Regions from separate parts of the Sus scrofa genome. Here all the other regions are linked to region 2. A link is a contact called in public Hi-C and promoter capture Hi-C data. All regions are on one chromosome and are shown on one strand. The core of a region is the stretch at or near the end of the contact, and the rest is flanking DNA. Distances in the headings are between cores, read along the strand shown.

Region 1 (3,105 bases), core at 354-2,853, 220 kb before region 2:
TGGTGTAGGGAACCCCTAGCCTGGGAACCTCCATATGCCGCGAGAGCGGCCCAAGAAATGGCAAAAAGACCAAAAAAAAAAAAAAAAAAAAAAAGCAGCCCAGACTGTTCTTGCTCCTCACCGACTTCTTCAGCTACTGTCTCTCCTGCGCCCCATCTCGGGCCTGGACTGAAACTTTGATGTCAGCCGAGGCAAGAGAGCTGGGGAAAAGGAGGAGAGACCTCTTGATCAGAAAGAGCAGCAAGCTAAAAGCAATGTATCAAAGTTGACTTTTGTCTTCAGCCAGGCTGCTCTGGGTATGACATATACAACGTGTGCATATGCTTTAGAATAGAAGACCCCGGGGTCCAGTTCCCCCATTCTTCTAACTAGCTATGCAACCCCAGGTAAGTCGCTTATCTCCTTAGGTTCAGTTTCCTCTTCTGTCTGCTGAGGACACCTGCCCACAGGACTGCAGAGGGGGTCAGATGAAATGGTGTGTGCAAAGTACCTGCACACTGTGAAGTGTTGTATGTGTATAAGATGTCCACGTTACCACCTGAGGTAGCTCCAAAACCCTGCACCTGTTGCACAGGTAGCACCTAAAGGGCACCAAGATACTCAGTAAAGCCCTCAACCTCCCTCATGTCTTCTGCTCCAAACCGCTTGTGCCAAGGATAAGCCAAGACAGGCCAGACACATGACCTCTGCTGGGAGGCTGCTAGCAAGATCCCTACAGGCCTCTTCCCCACAACTGTCTTCTTAGCTCTGCCTTTCCTTAGTTCAATAAATCCTGTCTCATGGACCATTTATGTTTCGAGGTAATCTGAATTCAGAAGTCCCTACGAAATAACTACATAATGGGATTCCAGTCCAGACAAATCACTGTCACCTCCGACAGGCTGGCTTCTACTCTAAACCCTCTGCATCTCCGTAATGAGGCTACCCTGGCCTCTCAATTTCCCTCCACCCTCCTCCCTCTCTCTCCCAACACCCCCTAACCTAGCCTCCTTCTTCGCCCACAGAGCAAACAGAGACTGCCCAGGGGGCCAGCTCCTGGGCTGGGCGGCGTGCGCTCGGGAGAACTGCCCGGGTCCCTGCCCGCGGGGAGCCGCCCCGCCCCCCGGCCCGGGCCCGCCCTCACCGCAGCAGGTCCTGCAGCACGGTGGCCAGCCCCAGCGGGACGCTGCCCTTGCGCTGAAAGGCCTCCTGCAAGTCCCGCAGACGCAGGCGCACCACCCCCTGGCGGCGGCTGTGGCTCAGCACCAACGGTGCCCAGAAGCCCATCTTGCTGTCCCAGTCGGTGCTGTTCACCTCGCGACTCCTTTTGAAGGCGGAGAACAGGAAAGACATGCGCTCCTCATCTTCCTCCCACTCGGGGGGCAGTAGGCCCGCCGAGTCTCCCCCGGCCGGGGCCTCGGCCTCCCGCTCCGGGGACCACATCGGAACCCCAGCCCCGCCAAGGCTCCGAACACAACCCTGGCCCTGGTCCCCTTCCGTCCTGGTTCCCTCCCGGCTTCCGTTCCTTGGCCACCTCCTCTTCTGTCATTACGTCACCGCCCCATGAAATAAGTCCGCGTGTCCTCACGGCGCACGCGTCTCCGCCCGGCCTGCGCCCGGAAGTAGGATGATGACCCTATTTTTCGAGAAACTCAGAGCGCTTGCGCCAACCCCTCCTCCCGCAGCCTTTGTGCGGTAAGGAGGACGTCGCGTGTGCGCAGCGGGTAAGTGCGCATCGTCGCACCCCGTCTGGAATCGGGAAGTTTGGCAAAGCATCGTAGAGGCAAACGACTGTCCGCCGAACTTGTGGTGGTTTCTGATAGGACTGTAGAGTCCCGCTAAGGGGCGCCAGAGGCACGAGCGTCAGCCACGCAGATCACCTTGTAGCGGCGTTCTTCAGACATTTAAACTTCCGAGTGAGCTCCCTTTTACGATAACGTCACGGATAAACAAAACTCTCGATCACTTAAGCTCTGTGAGAGTGTATACCCGGATTTTCAAGGATATATAAGCTTTCACTCCTCACCTTCTCTATCTTGGAGTGTCCCTTTGTTACCTTCTCAGAATCAATATACCCTTAAGATCGCGCTCAGTTCTTATTTTCCTTGAAACCGTCTCCAACTGTTCTGACTCATCGTTGATCTCTTTCACGATGAAAGAGTACAGCATGGGCTGAACAATACAGCATTTACTATTCCGGGTCCTGTTCCCTCGTTCCCTGAGAGCGGTGCAATGGCTTTAATATCTGTAATGCATGGTGGTGCTGGAGAACTATTTCATAAACTGAAAAGGGCATACCTTGACCCTTGCCCTTCTAATTATCTTAGAATTGTTAGATTCTCTCACACACAGACACAAAAATCTTAACGAGTAACAGACATATTCAGTGTGTTAAGAATAAACTGGTTTTCTTTTTAATTGAACCATCTAAAAGGTGAAAAGAGTTTCTTATTTAATGGAACCAGGTAACAGTCATCAGAGTGGAACATAAATTTGGCCTCTGTCGCTCACTGGCTGTATGACCTTGGGCCTCTTGTAAAGTAATATTTCCTAATAGGGTTGTTTGAGGGAAATGTTACAATGTATGTAAAATACTTGGCAAATGATGTAGTGGGTGTTATCACTGAGTGACAGGATGTTTAGTAGTTGGGACTTAGTGTAAGGAAGAATTTTAATAAGCATTTTAAAGGAGAGGAAGTGATATGATTGGTTACGTAAATGAATGTGTTGATACTGATGACTTGTGTTATTCCTCCAAGCACTTTCACAGACAATACCTCATTTAATACTCATAGCAATTGACAAAAATTCTTGACCACACTCTAGACAGGCTCCTCTAAGTCTTCTTAACTATACCTGTCAACCTTAGTCTATAAAGATGTGAACAAAAACTAACAGTTTCTAGCAGCTGAAGGCATATTTGTAAGGTGACCCTACCCCCCCTTAAAGTGCCTGCCTAAGAAAACTCAAGGTTATCAAAAAAAATTTACTATTTGTTCCAGCCAACACCTGAAGACAGAGCCCCTGTCTCCTAGCCTCTGTGAGAGGGGAGGAGTCTTACTTTGATAAGCCCTAGTTAGCAAACCCAAATGAGTTTTACAGGGATCAACCCTCCCTTCCTGCATT
Region 2 (3,408 bases), core at 162-2,661:
CTTACGTAATTCATTCATTTCAACACAACCATTTTGTGGGTCGGCTGCTAGGAGACACTGTCCAGTAGGAGGGACCTTGGGAATGATGGGGGTGGGGAGCCTTTGTCATACTTCAGGGAGTATGATTATTGAGAAATGTGTTTGGTCTGTTGCCCCAAAGAAGGGCTTTTGCTGCAAGTTGGGGTCCTGGAAGCAGGAATTCAACTGAAAAGCAAGCTCTGCTGAAATGTTTCTCTGAAGATCTAGCTGCATGTACTCTAGACCTACCCTCATCTTCCTTCGCCCGCACAAGGGCGACAGGATCATTTTATTTGTTTTTACAAGACGTGGTGCATCCTGAAGAGGTGTGAGACAACACCCCCCCCCTCCCCCAGCCAAGTAGTGGAGCTCAATGCAGAAACTGGTGTCTGAGGTCCCCTCCCCCTTCCCCTGTGGTGGAGGAACTGCCTTTGATCTTCCCCCTGCCTCTCTGGTTCCAATCAGAGTCCCACACCCTCCTGCCTGCAGGCCTGTTCCCTGAGGGAACGAAGGCCACCCAGGGGTCCCAGGCAAGTGTTCAACGCAGCCCTAGGCCCCCCTTCCTCCTAGTGCAGTGAGTTGTGCAAGCTTCCCCCTTCCTGAGCAGCTCTGCTGGCCTTCTTCTCCAGGGACTATTATTTTGGGAGAGTGCTGAGTTCAGCACCAGTGCAAGGTACAGCCGGGCACACCCTTCTGTCCTCAGCTGGCCCTTCAGAGCTGGCCTCAGGGCCTGGTGGCCCTCCCCTCCTCCTCCCCTGTGCAGCAGCCCCTCCTCCGCAGGGTCACCGTGTCCAACCGTGACCACCATCCGACAGCCCCGAGGCTCTCAAGACAGGTGGCAGAGGAGCTGTGGGTGGGAGAAGCAGAGCTGGTGCAAAGGGCGCACCCCAGCCTCATGCCTGCTCCTAGAAAACCCTGCAAGGTGGGGCCGTCATGAGCACCCCCAGAACCCGAAGCCTGGGGTCACCAGCCTCCCAGAGTTTGCTTTAAAGTCAAAGGAGGAGGCTCAACTGATTGCACAGGGGTAACTCGGGAGGGGCAGGGTGAGGGGGGGCTGTGTAAGAGGCTTATATAAGCCCTCCTGTGCTGCAGCCTGCTCTGCGCCCAGGCGGGCGGCAGGCAGAGTGACAGCACAGCTCTGCTCCGTGGAGGAGGGGCCTCAGCCAGGACTGAAAATTGAGTCCAGCTGGGAAGAGGCCCAGGTCCGCCCAAGGTTCTTGTGTCCGGGTACGGATTAGCTGCTGGAGCCCAGCCTGGCCGGAACTTCTCCCTTGCACTTCTCCCTACTGAGCAGAGGGTTCTGATCAGGTGGGCCCCTGGGGCAGGGGCTCTGGGGTGGGCAGAGCACCCCCTGCGGCGGGCCTGGTGGCACTGAAGTTCCTTCCGTTCCAGGTGCCCATGGGCTGGACCATGAGGCTGGCTACGGCAGCCCTGTTCCTGGGCCTCACGATGGCGGTCCCCGGAGATGAAGAGGACAGTGACCCATGTGTGTACGAGGCCTTGTCTGACAGCGACGCTGTGCTCTGCAAGTAAGACTGGGTGGCCCCCCACTCCCAAGAGCCGCGCTAGAGGCTCGAAGAGGGGGTGCTTCCAGAACCAAGGGGGCACTGCCTCCCAAGGCAGCCTCTGTGGAAGGCAGAACATAAGGCAGCTCTGGGGCCATTCTGACGGAACATGACAGCAAGGAAAGGACTCAGACCCTTTCAGGCCCCTGCTGTCCAAGGGCGGTTCTCGGGGCTAGGAGGGTATGCAGATCTGGTCCGCTCCCCCGGGCCTCCAAACCCGAGGGGCCCTGTGGGGCTGTGGCCTCACCCTCTGTGTTGGCACCCGAAAGAGACCATCATTTCCTCCAGCATGGAACGCCTCCTGTCCCCCAGCAAGGTGGCATTTTAAAGGAAAGTGGCATTTATTTGACCGAGGGTGTGTGATTGGACCCTCCCTATGTTTCCTGTTCCCTAACAAGGCTCTAGGGGCGTCGGGACAGGTGGGCCTGTTAGGGAGCGTGGCCAATGGACATTGTTCAGGGAAGTCTGGGTCTCGAGGCCTGGCTTTGTCTCTTCCAAGGGCGCAAGCTTCTCTCCCTTTTCATCAGTTCGGCTCTCTCCTGCCTGCGGGTCAGAAAAGCCAGTCTTCATCGTCCTGGACACATGGTCATCCTCAGGGCTGCCCCAGCCATGCTGCTGGCAACCTCCTCTACCAGCTTGGTGACCGAGTATGCTGGCATCCCTCTGAGGCCATCAGAAGTGAGGCTGGGAGCAAGGACTCTCACTTCCTACTCTGTCTCTCTGAGTGCATTTGAATTCTTACAAACACTACTTTTAGAAAGAGAAATATGTTTTCCCTTAAAATTTTAGGCGGGAGTTCCCGTTGTGGCTTGGTGGTTAACCAACCCGACTAGGAACCATGAAATTTCAGGTTTGATCCCTGGCCTCGCTCAGTGGGTTAAGGATCTGGCATTGCTTGAGCTGTGGTGTAGGTTGCAGACACAGGTTGGATCCCATGTTGCTGTTGCTGTGATGTCGGCCAGCTGTTACAGCTCCGATTGGACCCCTAGCCTGGGAACCTCCATAGCTGCGGGTGTGGCCCTAAAAAGACAAAAGAAAAAAGAAAAAAAAAAGTTAGGCAGTTGGATCCAAAAAGAAAAAAAACACAAATTTTGCTCCTATCGATTACATTTTTTGGCCACGCCTATGACATGTGGAAGTCCCCAGGCCAGGGATAGAACCCATGCCACAGCAGTGACCTGGGCTGCTACAGTGACAACTCTGGATCCTTAACCCACTGAGCCACCAGGGAACTCCTATCTGTACACTTTTTAAATCTGGTGAAACAGTCCTGGGTAAAGTTTTGTGTGGGGGAGGGAGGGAATGACTGCCCCTCACATGTGAGCGGGTGCTGTGCTTCCCGGGAGTGGACAGGTCCTTGAGCTAGGACAGTGGGGCCAGGGCAAGGCCAGGCCAGGCCGTGATTAGGGCCCCATCATGGAGTGCCTCTTGTGCTCCCCATGTTCACTGTGGAACACAGAGAACACGGTCACATGTGTATGGTCACTGGAGGGACCAGCCAGCATCCCAGCTGCCCTAGGCTCAGCCCTGCCAACATCCACATGCCGGCACTATGGTGGCCTGGGTGCTGTGGCACATGGGGAAGCTCTGCGGCACCTGGTACCTGCCAGGAGTTCTGTTGGTGATTTAGACTCCTTGAACTATTTCATTGTTGTCAGGAACCCACCAAGTAGGTGTTAATCCTTGTTTTGCAGCTGAGGAATCCCCAGAGATTAAATAACCTGCCCATAGTGTTCACACACCTAACAAGTCCAAGATCAAGGCGCTGGCAGATTCTGTGCCTGGCGAGAACTTACTTTCTGATTCATGGTTGGTGGTCTCCTTG
Region 3 (3,358 bases), core at 766-3,265, 250 kb after region 2:
GAACAGGCCACCCAAAGCCAACTCAGCCCCTGGGAGCAGTGGGCCTGGTGCTCCTCCAGCTGGTTCTCTTTCCAATGGGCGCCTCCTACTGTGGGGCAAGCGATCAGGGGGCGCCCAGGTGTGGCTGAGCATCCCTTGGACTGATGCCTGGGGCAATGCCGTGGGGGGGACTGTTTTCCCTCCTGTGCACTCTCCTTCTCTCACTAGCGTCTCCTCCCTGGCTTCTGTGAGCTAATCAGGGAGCAGGAGGGGGAGGAGGGGGATGCTGCTTGCCTTCCCCGTTATCTGCAGCAATCCTCGGTGACTAATGCTCCCAGTTGGTAAAAAGGCAGTGTAATCAAAACACTTTTTTTTTAGTCCTTAAAGTTAGTCATTCTCCCAGAGTGGAGGAAAAAAAAGCCCACAGCAGGCACCATGAAATGCAAGCTGAGAGGCTCGCTCTGCGGGTGGAACTAAATCTTTGGCCATGGCAGCTCCCTATGGGTCTGAGACTGGGTCCCTCCTCCTCCTCGGGGCCCTTGGCTAGCCTTCCTCCACACTCTCATTCGTTCGTGCTTTCCTCGCTATCTGGGTTGTTTGATCCCTGAAGGACTCCCATGCCAAGTCAGGAGCTGCCCTTTCCTCTCACCCTGCCAGGTGCTGCCACCTGCTGGTCCTGAGTGTGCCAAACTGGAGGAAGTATATAAAAGCTCCCAGGCTGAGGCCCAGGGTCAGATCTCTTGTTAGGCGCCTGATCATGTGCTCACCCGCCCTCTACCCCAACCTGGCCATTCAGTGTTTGTGCATCTCCTGGATCCTTCTATCTTCTGACCCCATTTTTTTCTCAACAGAATCATAGATTGTCAGGAATCATCAACAAGAGCTGGTATTCCATAGTGGCAAAAAGGCTTAAGGGTTGGTGGGGGGGGTTGCCCATGTTGGAATCTCCATTTTGCTACTTACTGACTGTCCTTCATGCTAATAATATTATTAATAATAATAATACCTACCTACCCTGTAGCGTTGTTGTAAAGATTAAATGTGAACTGCTTAGAATAGTGCTGGCACATCATGAGTGCTCCATTAATGCATAAAAATAACAAAATAATAAAGAGGAATGTATACGATCCCATTCCCTTTATTCATCCATGGCAGACATTGCTAATCAATCACAGACTTTCCCCATCAATAGAAGATTTCCCAGAATCCTCAACAGAGCACTCCAGGCAGCCAGCAACAAGCAGTCTGAGATCTAATCAGACTCTTACTGTCAAGGAAGATGAGGCCCTGAGGAGAGAAGAGACTCCCTCAAGCCACTCGGAGGCAGAGCCAGGATCCAGACAGCTCTTCCTGGCCCTGACCTCTGCTTGCCATCCCAGCTTCTAGTTTGCCACTTCACCCTGACCTTTGACCATCCATGTGGGCTCCCCACCACTGGAAAGTCTCACTCTGAGACCCTCCATCTTCTCCCACCCTCACTCCTCTCCCATGTCCTTGGCCTATGACCGCCCAGAGAATTCTGTTGTTCTGAGGCATCTTGCTGCACAGGTGCAGAATAGGAAGAAGCAGGGAGTGAAACTATGTAGAAACCTGCTGCTTAATTTCTGCAGCAGGAGCCTCCCTGAGATACAAAGACCTTCAGGGCTACAAGGGAGCTCAGCCCATCAATTTGGCTCCTTCATACTTGGTTCCCTCAGTCTCAGCCTTGTTCTCATGAAGCCCCTAACGGCTCAGATCCATTCTAGAATCCTTACTCTTAGCTGCCTAGAGGCTGGCATGGAGAGGAGTTAGATCAGCCCTAGACCTCTGTGTGGGGAATTTGAGAGAGGGCACGTATGAAAACCTCAGAGGTGAGAGTCAATGGGAAGCACCTGATTACCAACTTCTGCATGAAAAGCTCCAGAGAGAAGTCTGTGGTCTGATGGCAGAGCTGGTTCTTCAGCTGTTTGCCCTCTAGTAAATAGCTTTGGCCACTAAAGCAGATCCCTGCCACCTGAACAGGGAAGTTTTAACTTCTAGCTCAGACTTCTGGGGAGGGAGCAGTAGTTACCGGGCTTGAAACCAGGAGCACCCAAAGCTCCTCCACTCAGAAACCGAATTTGCTCATATTCTCTCCCACTCCACCCCCAGAAGGTCAGGGTCGGCCTGAATGGTGCATTGGTCACAGAAGAGAGAGACACAGCTCCCAACCCCGGGTCTGGAGACCCTGCAGCTGAACTTTCCACAACAGTGGTTGGTGTTTGTGCTTCTTTGAGTTCAGCTCCCCCCGGGATCAATGCCACATGGCACACCATGCTCACGGAGGGAAGCTTGTGGGTCCAGAGGAGAGCAGGCTGCCTGCCCCAGCCCAGCCTCCACCCTCAGCCCATCGCACGCCAAGCTGAGCCAGTGAGCCACAGGTAAGGAAATGGGGCCCAGCTCGGAGCAGGTGCTCCCCTGACAGACTCCTGGGAGGCCAGTCTGCTTGCCAGTCTCCTCCAAGGTCCTGCTGTCTACGTGGAAGGTTTGGGGTTGAAGATGAGAAGCAGAGCCCCAGTAGGGCCTCAGGTGGAATCCTTCCCTTCCAGAAGGTACATGTTTTCCCCTTTTACTTTCTATTATTTATTTATTGAAATATAGGTGATTGACAATTGTGTTAATTTCAGCTATACAGCAAAATGATTCAGTTTTACTTAGAAATTCTTTTTTAAAAATTCTTTTCCGAAGTTCCCGTCGTGGCACAGTGGTTAACGAATCCGACTAGGAACCATGAGGTTGTGGGTTCGATCCTGGCTCATCAGCGGTTGAAGATCATGGTGTGCGTGAGCGTGGTAGGTCGAAGACAGCTTGGATCTGGTTGCTGTGGCTGTGGTGTAGACAGCGCTACAGCTCCATTAGATAACCTGTGAACGCATATCACAGAACGCCTAAAAAAAAAAAATAAAAAATAAAAAAAAGCATAAAAAAAAAAAAATTCTTTTCCATCATGGTTTATCACAGAACACTGAATAGAGTTTCCTGTGCTATATAGTAGGAGCCTATTTTTTTGTTTGTTTTGTTTTTGTTTTTTGTCTTTTTGCCTTTTCTATGGCCGCACCCGTGGCATGTGGAGGTTCCCAGGCTAGGGGTCTAATCAGAGTTGTAGCTGCCAGCCTACGCCAGAGCCACAGCAACGCAGGATCCGAGCCGCATCTGCAACCTACACCACAGCTCACAGCAACGCCAGATCCTTAACCCACTGAGCGAGGCCAGGGATTGAACCCGCAACCTCATGGTTACTAGTCAGATTCGTTAACCACTGCAGCACGATGGGAACACCAAGTTTATCCACTCTGTGTATCTGCTAATCCCAAACTCCCACTCCATCCCTCTCCCATCTCCCCAAAGTATACGTTTGGCT

What was found. Promoter capture Hi-C pulls out the DNA fragments that hold promoters and counts their contacts. A called contact is a pair of places that touch in the nucleus more often than the background predicts.
Region 1: a contact with region 2 is called in a promoter capture Hi-C map of fetal skeletal muscle, with 5 times the contacts expected there. The contact joins the promoter of CHMP7 here to the promoter of PEBP4 in region 2. A contact is called at or near these places in 1 of 5 promoter capture datasets (fetal skeletal muscle) and 2 of 47 Hi-C or Micro-C datasets (embryonic fibroblasts and heart right ventricle).
Region 3: a Hi-C map of liver shows a contact between it and region 2, with 1.8 times the contacts expected there. The contact joins the promoter of BIN3 here to the promoter of PEBP4 in region 2. A contact is called at or near these places in 7 of 47 Hi-C or Micro-C datasets (embryonic fibroblasts, liver, omental adipose tissue and 2 more) and 2 of 2 datasets of contacts at active chromatin or transcription factors (alveolar macrophages and skeletal muscle).

What each region holds. Positions count from the first base shown.
Region 1 is chr14:7,388,564-7,391,668 of Sscrofa11.1, reverse strand. CHMP7 (charged multivesicular body protein 7) reads right to left here and starts at 1,603. Exons shown (of 10, transcript XM_021074113.1): 1 at 1,124-1,603. The coding sequence starts at 1,422.
Region 2 is chr14:7,170,644-7,174,051 of Sscrofa11.1, reverse strand. It overlaps PEBP4 (phosphatidylethanolamine binding protein 4), which reads left to right and starts at 1,411. Exons shown (of 6, transcript NM_001162888.1): 1 at 1,411-1,547. The coding sequence starts at 1,417. It also overlaps the pseudogene LOC110256618.
Region 3 is chr14:6,925,607-6,928,964 of Sscrofa11.1, reverse strand. It overlaps BIN3 (bridging integrator 3), which reads left to right and starts at 2,015. Exons shown (of 11, transcript XM_021073387.1): 1 at 2,015-2,378. The coding sequence starts at 2,272.